Linked DNA regions of Mus musculus: region 1 is linked to region 2. A link is a contact called in public Hi-C data. All regions are on one chromosome and are shown on one strand. The core of a region is the stretch at or near the end of the contact, and the rest is flanking DNA. Distances in the headings are between cores, read along the strand shown. Region 1 overlaps Dpp6 (dipeptidylpeptidase 6). Region 2 overlaps Dpp6 (dipeptidylpeptidase 6).

Region 1 (6,012 bases), core at 873-3,372, 130 kb after region 2:
GGGGTTGACTTTTTAAAGCTGTGATGTGTTTGAGAAGGTACATAACTAAATCATAGGTCCTTCTGCCTGAAGACTCTCTCTCCCTTTGGAGATGATGGTGCACACAGATTTTGTTTATTTAGGAAGTGGGTACCAGGAGGAGAGCAGTGCTCCCCCAGAGACTATTGAGCAGCTCATACTGGCACCCACCTGTCAGCTCTTCAGTGAAAAAAAATATAAGGTCAGCCCTCAACCTGCTGACTGGCCAAGTTCTGCTTTCATCCCATAAGTCTTGGTTTCCAGAGAGGGACAGAGATAGAGAGGTAGAGAGATAGAGGCAGAGACACAGAGACAGAGAGGCAGGCAGAGACAGAGACAGAGAGGCAGAGAGGATAATATCCATCCCAAATCCTCTGGAGAACTAAGGACAAGAAACACAGTACAGGGCAGAAAATACTTGTTGAAATGTTATATTATTATTAATACCACAATAAGCAGCAGCGCTCAGATGGGGCATTGTTTTCAGTATATCTGTTAATCTTTGAGACAGGGTATTACAGTGTAGCCCAGGCTCTCCTTGAACTCACCATCCTCCTGTCCCAGCCTCCTAACTGCTACAAGTAAGGGCTGCTACCACCTCCAGGCTTGGCTGCTGTGCATGAGAACTTAAAATTTTGTCTGGGAGCTAGAGAGATGGCTCAGTGGTTAAGAGCACTGACTATTCTTCCAAAGGTCTTGAGTTCAAATCCCAGCAACCACATAGTGGCTCACAACCATCTGTAAAGAGATTTGATGCCCTCTTCTGGGGTGTCTAAAGACAGCTACAGTGTACTTAAATATAATAATAAATAAATCTTTTTTAAAAAATGTTTGAAAGGAGATACCAATCTGTATAACAACACATGATAAAATAACTCCAAGGACAGCCTTGATTCTGATACACAAAGCTTCCTTTCAAATCAAGAAGGAAGAGAGGGCTGTGCGCAACTCAACGTGAAGGCTGAATTGCTGAGCCTTGTGGCTCAGTCAGTTTTCTTGGAGTTTATTCTACTAGATAAGGCATGAAATGACGTTGGAGGCCTGGTAAAGTCATCGTCTAGCTTGGCCTCTGCAGGGAGTCCATGCTGGCTGGAAGATGTGAATGCAGCCAGGCACAGGGAGAGCTGCAGAGCTAGGAGAATTGTAGGATATGCTTGGAGAATGAGTCACTTGAACTCCAGCCTGGGGTGGTTTCTCTGCATGATAAGAACACTCCAAATATGTTGAGCATAGGAAAGGCGGTATAAGTTCTTAACAAGACTTAGCACTTGTGCATGGAGTAGATGAAGGACAGTAGAGATGAGAGACTTACATTCAGTTAGGAGTCTTCATGCAGTGTGGGGTCCTGCAGACATGGACCATGGGAGGGTTTGGTAGTGTAAAGGTCAAACGCATTGTGCCTATGAATGGGTGGCTGGTGTTCTCTTAGAAAATGAAGACAGATGTTAAGTGCTTGTGTCCCACAGCCTCCTAAATAATCCTTGGTGATCTGTCCCCAATTGTGAGTTGAGCCCAGTGCATAGAAAAGACAGGGCTAGCAAGTTTATTAAGGCATATGGAGAAGTCTCAGCATCCAGGTCTGCTCCTTTGCAGCTTGGCATGTTTCCCTGAAGATTTCTTGTCTCTGGGACCCACCTAGTACACACTTCTAGCTTTGCAAAGCGAGCAACCATCAAAGCTTCCAGGACCTGCATCACTAGATTATTCCTACCCTTAGAGAAGTGCTACTAACATGAAAGCAAACTGGAAAGATATTCTTAAAACGGCATGCATTGGTGAGTCCTACCGAGATTTCCAGAACCATGGACAGCTCACCACACTCTGTGAGCCCTGGACTATGGCCAACTGCTTCTCCCTCCTTTCTTCCTTGAGGATGTTTTGTCTTTGTAGCCACCACTAGCCAGCCACCACAACTGTGTGAGCACAAAAAGAGTCTGCCACTCTGGACACAGTTACTCCATCCAGAGCTTTATGTTAATGAGGTCATCTGAAGTGTGTACCTTCATCTGTAGAAACCAGTACAGGCTCTGTAGGGGCACATGCATTCTACAAGGCAGCCTTTCCTAAAACTTCCCAGGTCTGCCTACTCTCATCTTTCCCTCAGGCTCCACCTAGTGGGATATAGTCTTAACTTCAGCCTGCATTTCAGATTCTTAGCACTGGGAACCTGTTGTAAGTCAGTGTGTCCTTGAGTGCTGGTATTGAAGGCTTTCATATGACAATGGATGGATATGATGTTCCCCCATTGCTTCGAGCTCCCAATACCTTAACTTCCAGCTGTTATTGATGTAACCTGGATAAACACCCTTTCCCTTAAAAAAAAAAATCAGTGTGTCTGATACTGTGTTTTCTCTCTCTGGGCTGTTGATCTCTTTCTAGTGTGAGGAATCACATGACAGGTTTTAAGTTGTGCAAAGTAAGAGGCACATGTATGTCAGTCTCCCGAAAGAGAGCTGTATGTGTGTCCCCAAAGCCAGCTATCAACAGATCTGACTATAGATCAATGCTACTCTGCATCAGGTGATGTCCCCATATGGCCATATGGTCACAATATAACTGAGTGCCAAGCAAGTGCTGGACACACAGTGGAAGGTCACATACCTCTTGCTAGCTGTTGCATTTCATATTGATTTAGACACTTTCCTTTTCCTTTCAGTATTTTGGACTATTCCTAGCAGGAGACTCTCTCTCTCTCTCTCTCTCTCTCTCGCTCGCTCTGTCTGTCTCTGTCTCTGTCTCCTCTCTCTCTTGCTCTGTCTGTCTCTGTCTCTGTCTCTGTCTCTGTCTCTGTCTCTGTCTCTGTCTCTGTCTCTGTCTCTGTCTCTCCAATAGCAACCATTTTTCAGCATTGGCTTAGAGTAAACATAAAGGACAGCCTTGACCAGGCTGTGGGTAAACAATCTATATAGAAGATGGGTTGGGGGACTGGTGGATAAAGAGTCCACCACATAAACTCTGTGTGTCCAGTGATGGGGTGACTGGGTGACTAGCACCATTTGCTTGCAGCAGAATTTACCTCTCTGATTGCACCTTCAGATGTTAACCCAATAGATGCATCACCCGTGGCCAAGGTGTGAACATTTGCATCCCAAAGTGCCACATACCCTTTCTACCCCTCTGGCCTTTCCTGGCAACCACCATGTCATCTTGCCTCCCCTTTTCTTTGATGTCACTTATTGGAACAGAGTTTCTGTCTGTATCCCAGACTGTCCCGGAAATGGCTTTTTAGTTTGGGTTGGCCTCACATTCACAGTATTCCTCCTGCCTTGGCCTCCTAGGTGCTAGACTGCAGGCATGAGCCATAGGCATGGTTCCCTCTGCCTCTCTAGAATGTGTGCACATGGAGTTGTATCATGTGTGTTTCACTCTCTTCCTGGAGGAGATTCCTTCTTTGAGATTCCCATGTTGGAGCAGGTACCTGTGACCCACTATGTATATTTACCCAATTTTCATCCATACAACCTCTGATTGACATCTAAGTTGTTTCCCATTGGAGGCTGTTATGAGTGAATCTGCTTTGAGTGTTTATATATGGACATATATCTTCTTTTCTTTTGGGTAAATGCCTTCAAGTAGACCAGCTGGAATATATAATTAATATGTGGATAATTTGATTAAAAAATGTCTAAAGTGTTACTCAAAGCAGCTGTGTCATTTAGAGTGTGCATGTGCACACACACACACACACACACACACACACCTTTCTTTGTGTATCTTTTTAACCTCATGCCCTCCACCTGGTCTTTGCTCAACTGGAGAATGCTCCAATGATGTGGGAGTGGCTCTGTACATAGCTTGGAAACTCTGGCTCCATGTATACGGAGCTATACTCCCAACACAACAATGAATCTTTCTTCTCAGTGGACATTTAGGGACTCAGGTGACACTGTCTGACATTGAGGATTGACATTGACATTGGCTAATGCCCCTTCTTCCCAAAAATTGCCTCTGTGGAACACTTCATATGTGCTGAGGCCAAATATGAAGTGAGTCCAGATGTGGAGTAGGATGCCACATGTATGGACTGAAGGGACCTTAAGCATCATAAAGAGGTCTCAGGCTCTGCATGCTGGCCAAACACTTCACTTCTTAGCCAGATTGTTAAGGATATTTTCTTTTGCAAGAAACACCTTTCTCCAGTCACCCCAAGAAAATTCAAAGGAAGAACTGAGGGTGACCTGCTTGGTCCTGCTCTGGTTGGGGTATCAGGTGTGGATTCCAAAGCTGCCCCACATGGGTGGGTTGATGGTGGGGTGGCAGTTCATCTTCAGGCATGGTGGTTTCCAGCTAGGAAGCAGCTTTGCTTGAGAGAGTACTAAGGAACTTCTCAGTCTCACTAAACATAAGCATATTCCATCCTGGGAACAGCATGAGAAAGGTAGGCAGGCTGTGACTCCCCAGAGGCAGAGCAGATGCAATTTCCAGGCAGACTGCTTGCCTCTCTGCCACCTCTGCAGCCACCTTCATAGGCAGGACACATGGAGACACACCATGATTCACCCACCCAGTACCAAGTGTTCCAAGATGAGGGCAGAGGCTCAGTAGCACACAATGGGGAGAAGGCATAATGGCCAGGTAGCTTCCTGACTCCAAGACTCTTGGCTCAGTCAACAGCAGGCAATTGTGGGATTTCAGACACACAAGAAGCAATTGACAGAGCACACTGATTATAAAGGGTTTCTTTTGAGAAGTCGTGCTTTTGATAGTCCAGATTAGAATTTCACCTTAGCCAGTGGTTTCTATCCTTTCCAATGCCATGAAGTATAGAGGCTTGAACTCCACTAAGAGGGTGGTATGACCTGACCTCTTTGGAATTAATCTTTTCCATAAACAGAAACATAGACAGCCAGGTTTCTAATGACTAATGAAAGGGTCAAGGTTTTATATCTCTGTGAATTCTAATTCTTATTCACCACACTACTGCTCTAAGGCAAATTCCTACAAACCTTTAGAAGTGCTGGAAGAAGCTCTCAGGGCATTGTTAGTCTAAAATCTTATGACTTCTAGGTACCAGTGCTGTGCTGGGTACTCATACCGAATGTACCCAGTTCCAGTGTTATAGTCGGCACTCTAGTATTTACTAAGTACCAATACTATACTATCTATTGTACTAGGTACTAGTAGTACACTAGGTATAAATAGTGCACTAAGTACTAGTACTAGTAATGCACTAAATACTAGGAACCAGTACTGTACTAGTACTGCCCAGCATGACTGGAAAAGCCAGTGGTTAGAGAATGATCTAAACACCTTAACACATTAAACTCCATCAGCCTGCCCTGTTACATCCTACAATCTCACTGTTGTTAACTCCAAATTCACTCTCTCTGCTCCGATGGAGTTCTGCTGTATTCTTCTCCATGACTTTCCCAGCACCCCTTCTCTACTGGCTAATTTCAGCCCTGAGCAGCATCAGCTGCTAATGACTACAGTCCCAGCATCTCCAGCTGTGTAAGTCAGGAAAGGACACTTGCTGTGGGCCTCATCATGTCAGGCATCACCCAAATTGGCCCTGCTGTGGCTCAGCTCCTGTCTGTTAGGATGGGCTCTTCCCTCTAGATTGCTCCAGTTGTGTTAATTATTCTCAGCCTGACTGCTTCTGACCCCGACAATTTGCCAATGTGTGGCATAAAGGAGATGGGTGCTGAGAAACACAGCAGAACCCTAGCAACGGGGCTTCTGCATTGGGTTGCAATCTATGGTGATACCATGACCTTGGCAACCCCTGGACTTTCCCCACATCCCAGAAGCCTTGGTCCATGCACTCTTCCATATACTCTCTTAACAGGACTCTCTCAGGCCCTTGTCAGATTGCAAGCCCCTGATCCTGTGAGCTCAGTCTCCTAGCACTCAGCTCTGCCTTTAGAAACGAAAAGGAATGGCCAGGCAGGTTAAGGGGAATCTGTACATGCTGAACTGTTCTAAAAAAATAAAAATTAAAAAAAAATTTAAAAAATGGTAGAATCTTCCAGCAGACAAGTCAGTTTCTGTGCC
Region 2 (6,717 bases), core at 3,580-6,079:
ATGTCATCAGTAAGCCCAGACATGTAAGATGAAGTCAGGGATGCCCCCTATGGAAATGTATTTAAGTTGATATGAGCAACTGAGACTTAACTTGAACTATACAATATATTGCAGAGAATTTTTATATTTAATTTTTTGTGTATATATACGAATACTTGCATGTTTACCTATGCACCACATGTGTTTGGCATTTGGAGGCCCAAAGAGCATGTTGGTTCCCCTGGAACTGGTGTTACAGAGTGGGGAGAGGTGAACCTAGGTCCTCTAGAAAAAGGACTCTTAATGACTAAACTGCTGAGTCATCTCTACAGCCCTACATTGTAAATTTTTTTAAAAAAGAACTTAAAATCAGAGAATAAATTCTGTTTTAGAATCACACATGGACCAGGATATGATCCTTAAGCCCTGAGTACAGGTGTGATCAGTTCCCCCCCTCCCCCACTTGGCTTTTGTGGCATGTTCTGCTTTGTGGGTTGGATTCCTTCCAGTGTGGCACTGCCAGATTCCTAGGTGGTGAGGTAAGCCACGAAGCCATGAGGGCTTTGGCAGGGTTCCCATGTTATCTGCGTACAAGACTAGATCATAGAACTTCAATGAAAGGCATAGCGTAAGAAACAGTATCAGCTCAGGACCCCTGAGACCAAGTTCTCAGCACAAAGGAGATTTAGTTGCTCCAAGAGAACAGAGGGCAGGAGTAAGGGACAAAGTCAAGGAGATAGAGAATGAGGGAGAAGGGAAAGGGAATAAGGGAGAGAGGAGAAAAGGAGGAAGGGGAAGGGAGAACTGCTCTGGATAGAGAGAAGGCAGGCAGCAATGGCCCATAGTAAAAAGCTGGTTTATCAAGGTAAAAGAGGAAATACCCTGTTGACATGAGATGTTTAATTTTAATTGGACACATTAATTAGATGATCCAAAGGGGGTTTTTGATTGCTGGAGCTTCACTACTTTGATAGACAGACCTTGGTTGTCAGTTTCAGGAGGAGGAAGAGGCCAAATAAAGGAATAGACCTTGATCTATTCTTTAGGAAATGTAATCTAATGATTTTTAGCAAGGCAGAGGGAATGTGGAAGAAGGGCAAGGCCTGCTGGAGCCATACACTTGTCCCTTCACATTGTATTCAGCTCAGTATTAGCAACAAACTTTTGTAGTGACATATCACACAGACAACCTGGCACATAGGGTCTTCACATCTGAAAGAAAGATTCTCTCATCAGATATTTATACAATTGTCCTTAAAAGATGGACAGATGGATACCTTGCAGGTTCTAGTCCTTGTTAACAGGGACTCCTGGGGAAAGAGGGAGCTAGACTATTTGCTAAGAGATTCTAAGTCCAGTGTTCTCTCTTTATCCTGCCTTCTCCCAGCCAGACAGCTCCATGCATGCATGCTCATGCTCACCCCACCAGCACCAAGAATAATTGTGGGAAATGGCAAGACATAGTCCTTCCTCTCTCCCTGCAGACTGCAGAGAGGATCTCTTACTATGTTAACACAGCGAATCCCCAGATAGACTGAGAGTTCAAATAAAGGGTAGCTTGGGCACCTGGAAGCCTAAAGAGTCCCATGGGGTGACATTAACATCAAAGTGGTTTCTGAACATAGTTAGGACTTTGCCAAGGGGAAATGGTTGCTGACTTAAATAGGAGGGAGAAACTTGAGACATAAAGAAGGCCAAAGCATATGTGGCTTATCGGATACTGATCCACACAATTGGTTTGGCTTAAGGCTAAAATATTCAAAGAGACTAGCAGAAACCAGACCTCAGTGAGGTCATCAGATATTGGACTCCATGTATAGGATGCTCCTCTGGGCATTGGGGCTCTGATGGTCTCTGATGGTCTCTAGGTGGTCCAACTTGCCTGCTGCTTTCTTTGGGCGATGAGGGTAGACAGTTGGTAAGAGCTATGTTGGGGTTTGGGTGTGAAACTTTCCCACTGGCAAGTGTTTGAACATTTGGTCTCTAGCTGTTTTTTGAAAGTGGTGAATCTTGCTGGTGGTGGAAGCGTGTCACTGAGAGCTAGCCTTGGGGTTTGCTAGCTCAATTCCACTTCCTGCCCACACTCTGCTTCTTGACTGTGGGTATAATGTGACCAGCTGCCTCAGCTCTTGCCTTCACGCCTTTCCCAACCATGGTGGTTGTAACTCCTCCAACTGTGAGCCAAGTAAACCCTTGCTCTCCTAGGATGCTTCTTATCAAGGATTTGGTCACAGTCAAGAAAAAAGCAGCAAATACAAGCTAGGGAAGAACATGTTGCCACAGACTGTTGTTCCCTAGTGGTTCTCTGAGGCGATCTCTGGGCAAATAAAATGTCTTAGGCAAGGCTTCAGGTAGGAATCTAAGACATACACATAAACAGCAGGTGGAGAAAAGAGACAGGAGAGCAGGTTTTCACTGGAGCTGTGCTTGCAGGCTTGGCTAATAAGCATTTGAAATCTACCTGCTGCAAGAGGGCAAATCCCCTCTCCATGGGCCTGATCATAGGAAGCCCAGGCCAGAACACATGCTCATAGTAGACACTTTACAAGGCATAGTCTCAGATTTTCAGACAAGATTCTCACAGGTATATATCTTCAATTTTAATGAGCTACCTATGATCCGTTAAGGATTTCAATCTCTCTCCCCCTCTCTCTCTCTGGAATAAACATTAGCAAACTTAATTTATTCTAGCAAAAATATAAACAAAAATGGGTCTCTAAAAAGCATTCCCTATAATCCTTTTTCTCAGACTCCAAGCTAGCAAATTTTCTGCCTAAAAGGGATAAATTAATTTTGGAAAAGTAAGATGAAGAAGCAATGAACAGGAAAGTTATAAAGATTCACTTATTGTGACTAACTTGACCCAAAGGGGTATCGGGAGCCCAGGGGTTTTGCTAACTGAGAACTGGCGTGTGGTGGCGGGTCCTGTGATTTGTAGCAACTTTCCCTGGAGGCAGCTTTAGCAGTACTGTCCCCTGAAGGCCAAGGAAGTTGTGCATGTGGGCACAGAGCCAGCAGAAAATGCAAGCTCCTGTATGCCCGTCTAAGGACAGGATCCTCTATTCCACTGTAAGCTTCACTATTTGAAGAGGCAAAGAGCCTGCTCAGACCTGGCCCATCACACATGCCTTGAGTGGATCTGAAGGGACTCAAAGCCCACTTCTTACCACTCACAAAGAAGCTCTGAGAGATTGGTAGAAGCTGTCCTTAATGTGGCTTTGAAGGACTGAGTGGCAAAGAAATTGCTGCACAATCATAGAGACCTGAGCTGGGTTCCCTGGTACCCACATAAAAGCTGATCATGCTGGAATATGTCCAAAACCCTATTGCTGGGAAGGTAGAGACAGAACACTTGCTGGCCAGCCAGTCTGGCCATACTAGTGAGCTCAAGGAACAAAACCAAGGTAGAAAAGAACGCTTGACTGTGACCGTGACCTTTGACCTCTACAGGTATTTACACACATACATGCAGATCCACATGCTCACATGTATGGGATGACTGCACATATGACATATATGAATGGAAACACACAGAACAGGTATTACTTTGAAATGAAAAGAATGAGCATCTGGGGGTGGGGAGTTGTGGTTCAGCTTCTGGTAGGTGCAAAGAACACAGTTAAAAATGTTAATCTCCCTGGAATTTTGTACTAGAAATTACAAAATAGAATCTAGTCTCCTAGTTTGATATTCGTTAAAGGGCAGTTTGTCCCCCATTGATTTTTAAGCCTTATGTCTCAATTCTTTTCTACAGAAAAGCTTCTCACTAAGATTCACATAGAGAGGGGTTAGAGAGATGGCTTAACAGTTAAGCGCACAGCTGCTCTTCTCAAGGACCTGGGTTCGACTCCTACCTCACATCTATCATGACTCCTGTCCTAGGAAAGCAGACTCCCTCCTGATGTGCCGGTGTCCGTGGGGAAGACGGGGTTTTAGACCCAATGTGCTTCACTTAAGAACAAATAATAAAATATCATTTTGGCTGAATTTTATCTGCTTCCCAAGTCCCCTTGTTCAGTCTCTCAGTACCCTTTTAGGCCCAGAGCATTTTATGAACTAATGCCCTCTAGTGGCTAAGGATGCACTTAGCAAGGGCAACATTTTAGTCTGGCTGGAGAATTGACTGTAAGGTCAGCACTTAAAAGCTCTATGGCCTCACTGAAGATGTTTGTGTTGTATGTGTTGGGCAAATAGTCATGAAGAGAGATACTATCCAGCTTGTCAACGGGGCATGTAATTTCTTGATCACTGGCTTATTAATTCACTTATTAATATATAACGTTGCCCTGGGTATAAGTTTAGCTGCCTGTCATTTATAATAATGTTAATGATGTGACATACTATCATTTGCACAAGAACTCTGCCTTCTGCCAAAGCTGAAGGCTCTGATAATTATCTTTTGAGATGCAGTTAGGTGTGATGGAGGAGTGCAGGAAAGGTTAAGTCAGGTGACCCACAGACAGGACCTAATTTTGCAGGGAAAAAAAAAATCACACTTGTCTCACTTTTTTTTTTTTTTTTTTTTTGTCCCACAGATCATTACAGCCCCAAAGCTCAGGATCATATTTCTCAAAATGTGAATTAAACAATCCCTCTCAAATTAGCCCTCCTTAACTAAAAATAAGGAATCAGGTGGGTTTGATAGTTTAAAGGACAGAAGGAGAGTGAATGGACAGAAGGCTTCCCCCTACTCTGCTCACGTTGCTGTGGAACCCATTAAAATGAGATCATTTGCAGCTTGAAGTTTGCTGTTTTAAATCCTCCATATGTGTTGCAGAGCCCACAGGTTGGTCCGTGCAGTCAAAGTGAGAGAATGCAAAAGCAAGTTCTTTATGTGGTTAAAAACAGGCATTGAGAACAGTCCCAGATTGCCATCAGAGAACTAGGACTGTCAGGCATGGCACTCGTCACTATGTCAGTGCAAGCTGACTCTCGTGCTCACATCGCCATCTGCCCTGACATGGACGCCCAGGGCTGGAAGGCACTCTCACTACCTTCACGGTCCTCTCACTCAGTCTTTGCAGGATAGATCTGTGACCTCCCATACAAGTAAATGTTTCTTTTTAGAATTGATGTATATCACAGAAAAGCCATGGAGAGCACAGCGCTCCCTTATGCCAGCGCCCAGCTTCTCTGATGTTGCCTTCTGCATCAGCATGATGCACTTACCACAGTTAACAAATGGGACTAACTAAAATGTAATCTTTTTTCACATTTCCTTAACCTTTAGCTATTATGTTCCAACACACACACACACACACACACACAGACACAGACACACACAGACACACACACACACACACACACACACACACACACACAGACACAGACACACACAGACACACAGACACACACACACACACACAGACACAGACACACACAGACACACACACACACACACACACACACACACACACACAGACACAGACACACACAGACACACACACACACACACACACACACAGACACAGACACACACAGACACACACACACACACACACACACACACACAGACACAGACACACACAGACACACACACACACACACACACACACACACACACACACACACACACAGGAATCCCATCCACAGTATCCAGATGCCTTTAATCCCCATGTCTCCCTAAGGTCTTCTTTCTGTGATATCTTCTCAGACATTCTTAATATTATATATTATCCAGGTTGATTGCCTCTCTTAAACCCCCATTGCATTGTTGAAATAAGTCTCACTTAGCTATGGTATATAATTGTCTTTAGGTTCTTGGGCTTGGTGTATTGTTATGGAAGCATTGTGGCTACATTCCTAAGCAGATAACTGTCTGCAGTTTTCCTTTGATCTGGTATTTCTTGCTGGAACAGGCTTTATAAAATATTCTTAGTTTGTACTTGGAAGTATGTTAGTTTATTTGAAGGCTTAGCTGGCTGGCTACACCACTGTTGGTTGATAGTCTTCCCATAGTGTTCTGGGTCCCATCCCACTGCCCTAGGAACACCACAGCTAATGATTCAGAATCTGCTGCTAACCCTATTGACACTTCAGTAAACAAGATGGGTCACCTTCCCCTCACTGCCAACAGAATTCACACTTTGTCTTTTGACAGTTTGCTCACAAGATTTCTAGGTGTCTTGGTTTGGGTTTCATTGCTGCAAAGAATTGGTTTTTCCTTTTTAAGGTATTTTTTAGTAAGGTCTTATTACTTCAGCTATTGCCACCACTTCAGTAATTCCTGTGTTAAACAATTGTCACTGGTTATTTCCAAGGACTTCCCCAAGGAAAAGGCCATTTGCAGTGAGCCTGGGCTGAGTCAGCTCACAGAACAATCATACTCCAAGCTTAGGTTGGAGTCAAATCACTGCAGACAACCAGCTAGAGGGCATCTGAGGAGCCCCACGCATGCTCCCTTTCCCCCTCCAGCAGCTTGTAGGCTACCATCTTCATAGCCCCACTGCTGTAAGGATGCACTGCTGTAAGGATGCAAGCCTTCTAAGGAGTTAGAAGAAGCAGATGGAAAAAAAAAAAAACAGCTTAAAATGCCCAATGCTCTCCCATGACTGAAGATAGGTCTCTCTTTCTCTCTCTCTCTCTCTCTCTCTCTCTCTCTCCTCTGTGTGTGTGTGTGTGTGTGTGTGTGTGTGTGTGTGTGTGTGTGTGTGAATGTTCCTCAGATTGTTATACAAAGATCACTGTACGATTGCTGAGGTTTTGGAAAGTCACCTTGACAGTATTAGAGAGGACTGG

The links. A called contact is a pair of places that touch in the nucleus more often than the background predicts.
Region 1: a Hi-C map of cerebellum shows a contact between it and region 2, with 1.9 times the contacts expected there. The contact joins two enhancer-like sites. A contact is called at or near these places in 2 of 39 promoter capture datasets (embryonic stem cells and hippocampal neurons), 20 of 484 Hi-C or Micro-C datasets (the HL-1 cell line, the N1E-115 cell line, brain and 8 more), 4 of 115 datasets of contacts at active chromatin or transcription factors (all in embryonic stem cells) and 1 of 9 other capture datasets (embryonic stem cells).

Annotation. Positions count from the first base shown.
Region 1 is chr5:27,543,074-27,549,085 of GRCm38.p6, forward strand. All of the region lies in intron 6 of Dpp6 (dipeptidylpeptidase 6), which reads left to right. Among named protein-coding and RNA genes, the nearest start is that of Gm16058, 8.0 kb to the right of the region's middle. Within about 2 kb of position 2,123, at least 22 of the 459 cell types and tissues checked have an H3K27ac peak or open chromatin away from gene starts, as enhancers often do. A contact at or near this core is called in brain and cerebellum, where this site is marked.
Region 2 is chr5:27,412,727-27,419,443 of GRCm38.p6, forward strand. The region is part of intron 3 of Dpp6 (dipeptidylpeptidase 6); the gene reads left to right. Among named protein-coding and RNA genes, the nearest start is that of Gm52769, 84 kb to the right of the region's middle. Within about 2 kb of position 4,830, at least 8 of the 459 cell types and tissues checked have an H3K27ac peak or open chromatin away from gene starts, as enhancers often do. A contact at or near this core is called in brain and cerebellum, where this site is marked.